2 separate regions of the Sus scrofa genome follow, and region 1 is linked to region 2. A link is a contact called in public promoter capture Hi-C data. All regions are on one chromosome and are shown on one strand. The core of a region is the stretch at or near the end of the contact, and the rest is flanking DNA. Distances in the headings are between cores, read along the strand shown.

What was found. Promoter capture Hi-C pulls out the DNA fragments that hold promoters and counts their contacts.
Region 1: a contact with region 2 is called in a promoter capture Hi-C map of liver, with 3 times the contacts expected there. The contact joins the promoter of NUP155 here to the promoter of BRIX1 in region 2. A contact is called at or near these places in 1 of 5 promoter capture datasets (liver) and 1 of 47 Hi-C or Micro-C datasets (heart right ventricle).

The regions. Positions count from the first base shown.
Region 1 is chr16:22,588,090-22,591,695 of Sscrofa11.1, forward strand. NUP155 (nuclear pore complex protein Nup155) reads right to left here and starts at 2,030. Exons shown (of 35, transcript XM_003133893.4): 1 at 1,464-2,030. The coding sequence starts at 1,593.
Region 2 is chr16:20,510,602-20,514,274 of Sscrofa11.1, forward strand. BRIX1 (BRX1, biogenesis of ribosomes) reads left to right here and starts at 1,680. Exons shown (of 10, transcript NM_001244824.1): 1 at 1,680-1,873. The coding sequence starts at 1,700. RAD1 (cell cycle checkpoint protein RAD1) reads right to left here and starts at 1,571. Exons shown (of 8, transcript XR_308376.3): 1 at 1,437-1,571; 2 at 717-981.

The DNA of each region.
Region 1 (3,606 bases), core at 780-3,279, 2.1 Mb after region 2:
CACTGCAAATGTTCATCAGGAATGGAAACACAGAGGATGGAATTAATAACTGTTGAGGATATAAACGATTAAGAAAGACTTTACAGAGAAAGTGACTTGTTTCCCCTTCCTTAAACGGTCCAGGTCTTATATTTTCTTTACTTATCATGCCATGAATTCATAAAGACTGGTTCCAATAGTTCAGGCTCCTTTCCATTATTTCTCACAAAGTGTGCTTCTTTGGGTGGAACAGGCTGATACTTCAGCTGAACCCGCATACCTGAGAAAGTGATGTTGCAGTCTGGAAGAATTGTCAGGCAAAGAACATTCTAGAAATGATGGAACGGTACATGTAAAAGAAAATCCTGAAGAGGCGGTTTCTTACGGAAAGCATGTTAAATTCAGTATGACTGGAAAAGAGGATGAGAATACTCTCCGAATAGAAAGGAGATTCGGTTGAAGAGGCAGGGGTGTGTAAAGGTGGAGAGGATAGGCAGGACTGGGGTCAGATATGATGAGAGGACCACAGTGTATGGACTCTTTCTACATCTTGCTTTGAGACGTAGGGCAGTCAAAAGGAGTAGTGCTGTTCAAGATGAGAGTTGCTAATAGGTTACTCAGTTCTTACCAGACAAGCCTAGGGTAAGTAGCTGTCGGGAAGAAACACTATCTGCTTTGTTTCTTTTTGATTATAAGTCTACTCAATTAGTGAATTTTTATAAATCCTCAGTGGTGCCTTCTAGGTTTACACTGCACAGATCATCCTAGTTAGAATATATTGGTTCTTGCTTACCAAAAATCTTCAGCTTACTCTTCTCTACTCCAATTTCCAGGTCACAAAGTGGTGACTTTTTCCTTAGCAACTTATATAGTTCCATATGCCCTGGCCTTAACTTAAAATCGCTAATCAAAGTATTTTACAGACATCTCCTTTTTGTTGGTACAAAATGTGCCAACCCTGCTCATCCATCATCACTGCTGGTCTGCCCTATCGCTTCCATTATCCCGCTGGTAGTTCTTTTTAACACCTTCCAGCACTTCACATTATACTAACTCCACACAGAACAAAGCATATCTTTAAGTGAACACAGTAAATTTCCAAATTAACTTCCTGTTCTTCAGTTCTACTCTAATAATAATAGGAGGAATTAATTAACTAAGACTCAGATCAGGTGATCCTCCTCATGTAGCCTTAATGATAAACACCTGAAGGCAATGAGAGGCTCATTAAGGTTAGAGACCACCTCTTTCTGCTCCAAATGGGGGCATGCTCTTCACTCCTATCCTCTTAAGTACCTACATGAAGAAAGTGAGCAAAAAACTGAAAATGGGCTCTTCTCCGCCCTCCAAAAATGCAGTAAACAGCGTGCCAAATCTCTGAATGTCTTCGCCGATTCACCTCGGGGATAAGGACCTACTTAGAGAGGCAGGCGAGAATCTTTTAGGCCGAGAAACAAGTCACCATATGGGCATCGATCACTCACTTGGGGCAGGCACCATGAGAAGCTCAGAAAGGTCCGGGTACATGCGGTCTTCTTGCAATTGACGGTCGATGAGCCGCCCGGCATTTTCCAAAGCTTCCTGCAGGGCTGAGGCCGACGTTGAGGCCGGCATCGTCTACCCCAGCAATGAAGACGGCATCTCGAAAATCTGAGACACCGGCGTCCGGAGAAAGTCAAAAAGCAAGGAGAAATAAGAGAAAACCCAAGACGCTAATTGAGCCCCAAAGCTTACGGCGCGCGCGCCAAACGAGCGCACAGGCGCCAGTGCATGACGTACTTCCGGTTCATCCGGGGAGGGATTTGAACACAGCATTTCGGAGCTGGGAAGAGGAAGCTGTTAGACTGGGCTGGATGTTAGGGGTGGGGCTAGCGAGCGGGAGGCGCTTTCGAGCTAGCTGGCTGGATGACTGGGTTCGGGAAGAAGCCGGGAAATCGGGGGGGGGGGGGTTCCTGCAGGGAGGGAGGGAGGAAAGGGAAAGGGGAGGGACTGGGAAGGAGAGGGTAGGAAAGGGGGGTTGGGAGGGTAGAGAGAAAGGGGGCGGCTAGGCGCTGTGTAGGTGGGAGTCGGTTAATGTGGGTTCTGCGCAAGCTGCCCTGGTTCTGGTGGGTTTAGCGCGCGCTAGGACCTTTGCGCTCGGGTTTCTCGAGCTTCGCGGATGGGAATCCCATGCCTGCAGCTGTATAAGTAGGCGCGTCAGTTTGTTTTTCCAAATAACTTCTTGAAAGTGGATAGGAATTGGTAACTCTTGGTCAGAAACAATTTGCATGTAAACCAAAATTTCACTACCTTTCTTACGGGCTCTGGTGTAAATTAAAATAATCTGGAAGTTCCCGCTGTGGAGCAAGGAGATTTAGGTGTCTCTGGAGCCTGGGAAGCAGGTTGGATCCTAGCCTAGCATAGGAGGTTAAGGATCCAGCCTTGCCACAGGTTGCTACTATGGCTTGGATCTGATCCCTGGCTGGAGAACGCCTTATGCCAAGGGGTGGTCAAAAAGGAAAAAACAATCTGTACAGCAGAAGTTGGCACAACGTTGTAAATCAACAATAATTAAAAGAAAAAAAACCCTCAATCAAGCTTCCTTTATGTGTGTTGCTACCTTTTCACTTTGTGTCATTATTGTGAAAAAAATATGTTTATGGACATATTCAATGGGTGCACGGAGCTGTTGCCTTGCTTATTTCCCATTACAGAGAGGAAGTAGATGGTCAAATTCACTGTTTCATCCAGGGCCCATAGTAGAGCGCCTGGTATAAAGTAAGCTACCCAGCAGATCACCCACTCTTCCAGAAACTGAATTTTTTTTTTGTCTTTTGTCCTTTTAGGGCTGCATCTGCAGCATATGGCTAAGGGGTGGAACCCACATCCCCATGGATACTAGGGGTTCATAACCCTCTGAGCCACAACGGGAACAACATAGACTAGTGAATTTTAATTTGACAAAGTTCAAAAAAAAATTTCACTGATGGTTTCAAATTATACATGAGAAAAGGTGTTTACAAAACTACCATTAAGTTTTGGTATGCTATCATAGAAGACTATTCACAAGTGTCTAAAAAGTTATTAAAATACTCCCTTTCTTACTACATAACTGTCGTTGGCTCCTTTTCTGCATATATTTCAACTAAATAACACATCACAACAACAGATATGAGAATTTAGCTACCTCTTATTCAGCCAAACATTTAAGAGATCTGCAAATACATAAATGCTATTCTTGCTAATGGTTTACTTTTAGAAACTATGGTGATTTTTCATGAAATATGTATTATGTCTATTAATAAGGATTAGGCTTATCCTTTCAAATAAGTTACTTTTTTTTTTTTTTTTTTTTTTTTTTTGTATTTTTAGGGCCATACTCACGGCACATGGAGGTTCCCAGGCTAGGGGTTGAATTGGAGCTGTAGCTGCCAGCCTACACCACAGCTCACTGCAATACCGGATCCTTAACCCACTGAGCAAGGTCAGGGATTGAACCCAAAACCTCATGGTTCCTAGTCGGATTCATTAACTACTGAGCCACAACGGGAACTCCATATTTCTGAATTTTAGTAAAACCATGTATAGTCCTAATAAATGTTGCTGAATGAAAATATTTACATAAATTTACTCATTGGCCCACCAGCA
Region 2 (3,673 bases), core at 430-2,929:
CCACCTGACTCTCCCTTGTCTTCTCTGTGTGCCCATAAACTTGGCTAAGGTTATTCAGACACTAGTCAATCAGACAATGCACGAGTGATACTGGTCTTCAGCTTCTTTTGAGGACAGAAACCATGTCTTATTTATCCCTCTATACCCAAGGTCATACCATGCACTTAGGTGTTCCAAAAAAATTCTGAACTAAATCTGAAATCCTATCTGAACTATTCAAATATTACTTTTAAGAGTAGATTATACTATAACCAATAAAAGGGATTTTTTTTTTTTTTAATCATAGGGAGGTAGTGGTAAAGGGCATATGCTATGGAAACAAATGTCCTGGGTTCTTATCCCAATTCAGCTGCTTGCCAGCTGTAGGACTGTTGACAAATCACTTAACAGTGTCTCAGTTTCCACATACGTAAAAATGAGAATAATAACAGAACCTACATCAAAGACTATTCTCTGAGGATTAAATGAGTTAAACATATAAAACGCTCAGAAGAGTGCCCGGCCTATAGTTTAGCTTAATATATTCTAGACATTATTATTATTATTAACCATTATCTCTGTTAAACAAGATTGCAGAAGAATTTGTTACCAGGAGAGAAAAAGAATTCAAGTAATGATATTTTGCTCTTTAACTTAAATGATATCAATTAAGACCTTCATTGTCTGGGGTGAAGAATATCACTAAGTCCCAGGCTTAAAGGTGACTACTTTCATACCTGAATAAAAGCATTTGCTTGCACACACTTTGCATTTTCCACTGTGACCTTGATTCCATTTTTAGTAGCGAAACAGGTGGCATGTTCTCGGAAATGAATAGCCTTCAAGATAGTGGAGAGATTCCTCACGTTGTCGAGGCTGGCCACTAAACTGTAATCACTCTCATCTGGGATCTGTTGTGTTAGGAGGGGCATGGTTCACTGCGCATTCCGCCCGGAGAGCGGCTCCTGATGCCAACACCTGCTCCCGCTGGTCGCGGAACACCTGATGAGATCAGACAAACTCCCGTCAATGCTGGCTAAGCCCGCGATCTCAACCTGCGCTGAGCCAAGTGGAAGAGGCCTGGACGGTGAACTCGACCGACCAGGGATTGAACCCCACTTCTGCCACTTAACTGTCTAACTTTGGGGGAAATTATCTCTTTAAGCTACGGTTTCCTCGTCTTCAGTAAGACGACAGTAACCATGAAAAACTGAACGATGAAAACACCCAACAACAACAACATCATTCTACTCGGGCCAGCTTCGCCACGCCAAGATGAGGCTGCGTATCACCAAAGAGTCGGTTTTGAGCTGTCCACGCAGCCAACCTCGTCCCTAACAGACAAGGGGTGGGGGTGGTCCTCGGATCCTCCAAAAGCCCCAGACAACGCGGCGCACCAACCCGCCGCGGGACTGCACCCGTTTACTAGTCTCGATATGCCAAGCGCCCAAACCCACCTTTGGGGTCGGGACGCAGCTCCCTGGCAGCCGGGGAGGAAGTGGAGCGGCTCCCGCCACTTTTTCAGACCCGCCAGCCCCGTCAGCACCGTCACCACAGAGATAGACAAAGCCTAGAGAGTCTGGCATCCGGTACCACAGAGACCGGAAAGAGGCACCTAGAGCTGGAGGACTGCCGAGCCCAGCCCCGGGACCATAGAGATGGGAAAGCGGAGCGAGCGGCGCAGCCGGAAGGAAGGCCCAGAGAGAAGCTGGGGAGCAAGATGGCGGGAAGCAAGATGGCGGCAACCAAGAGGAAACGGCGTGGAGGCCCGGCTGGTCCGGCGAAAAAGCTGAAAAGAAGCGAAAAAGACGCCAAGCCGCCTGCTAAGTCAAGCGAGGTGGCAGAGGAAGCGGAGGAGGAAGATAGAAATCGTATTCCGGGCCCGGTTTGCAAGGTAGAGTGGGCTCTGCGGCCGCGGCTCCGCACGCCTTCTCTGAGGCTACCTATTTGATTATGGCTCTGCGGGTTTCGGAGTTTCTGAGGTGTTCCTGGAGGTCGTTTTCAGCCCTTCCAGCTGGACTGGCTACCAGGTTTATAGCTAAAGCTTGGACACATGGCTGCCCTCCTGGAGGCGCGGGCTGAGCACCTGGGTGGGCTTCAGAGCTTTTAGAGGGTCACAGAGAAGCGACTTTGAGGGTCTTAATTCCAGCGTTTAGTCTTCCATTTACTCCCCTATTGTTGTTGTTGTTGGAGAGTAATAGTTTTACCAATTAAAGTTATTCCTCGCTATTGAGTGTATCCCTTAGAGTAATACTTCCATATACCGACATAGTTAGGTATGGTTAGTTAGGAATCCTAAAGCTTGTTATGTGGCCCTTTAAAAAGTTCCTTTTCTTGGGATTGTGAATTTGACTTGCTTGATCTCGGGGTAATGAAAGCTAGACAAGATAACGTGAGCTTTTCTTGTATTCATGAAGTTTTAACGTGCCGGGCACGGTGAGAAGTTAGGTTTCCCCTGCCTTGGGATTGCAAAACTAGAATGTGACCACTTCAGTTTAGAAGGAAACTAGGAACTTATATGTTTTTTGCTCAAAACAAGGTGAGCACAAGTTGCTGCTAACTTTAATTCGACTGAGAGCTCCTTAAGCCAGGTCAAATATTGTGGAGACTAGAGTTAACATTTGTTTCATAAACTTCTCTGTCGACCTTCAGCTTTGCCAGATCTCTGTTTGACACGCTAGCGAGTAATAAATGACCCTTAATGGTTTGGTGGGGTGGCAAGCATTGGGAAAGGAGTGAGCTTTGAGGAATGAAAGATGAGCTTGAATTGTAGCCCTGCTCTTAACAGGGACGTTTTGAGCTCTTTTCTCACCTGCAAATTGAAAGGAAGAAAATATGATTTGCTTTTTATGAAAAATAAGCAGACTTCTGTTAGATTTTCAGTAAATGTTAAGCGTTCTCTTTTAGGAGCTAGAAAAAATACGATAAGGATCTATGAGTTGAGTTATAAATGAAAATTCTATTTAAATGAAGAAGATAAATATTGCTCTAGAATAAACAGGTTAGGGATTATGAAGGATTTGATTTAGCCTTTGAGCTAGATCCTAAGGTAAGAGCAAAATTCTGATTTTCAGAAAGGGGAAGGAGCAATGCAAGGGAGAGGCGGAAAGGGGAAGAGAGAGGGAGAAACTGATCAAAGACGTTGAAGTATACAAAGTGCTGAAAGTTTAAAAAATACAGCCAAGTTGGCTAGGGTGTAAGGTTGATTTGGGACAATAGTCAGGTAGAAAAAGTTAAGCAGGTGCTAGTCTGCCATATCTACTGGAGGAGCTCCTGGATGGGAAGACTAGCATTAAGGAGATGAGGAAATGATGTGAGATTTTAAGAATCTGAGTGAAGGCAGTATCAGTAGAAGATGATTAAGAGTTGTTGCTAACAGAAGTTGACAGCATTTACTAGTGCTTATGATATGAGAGAATAAAGGAAAGTGGAAGATTCAAAGTGTGGGGGATTGAAGTGATGGTGACATCATCAGAAAAATAAATAGCAAGGTAATTTACCAGATTTTAAAGTTTGGTATCTGAAGTTGAATTTGAGGTAAGTCAGCTTCTTGGGTATTAGGGCCAGAAAGAGTTCCTTACCTTTATGTAGAGTTGACAGTTGAAACTGGGAATGATTTTGAGAACTCTGTCCTGGAGAGATCAGGAATTTAAAAAGAGGGCTAAGAAAGAATCTTTAGAGGCAGGAGGACAAA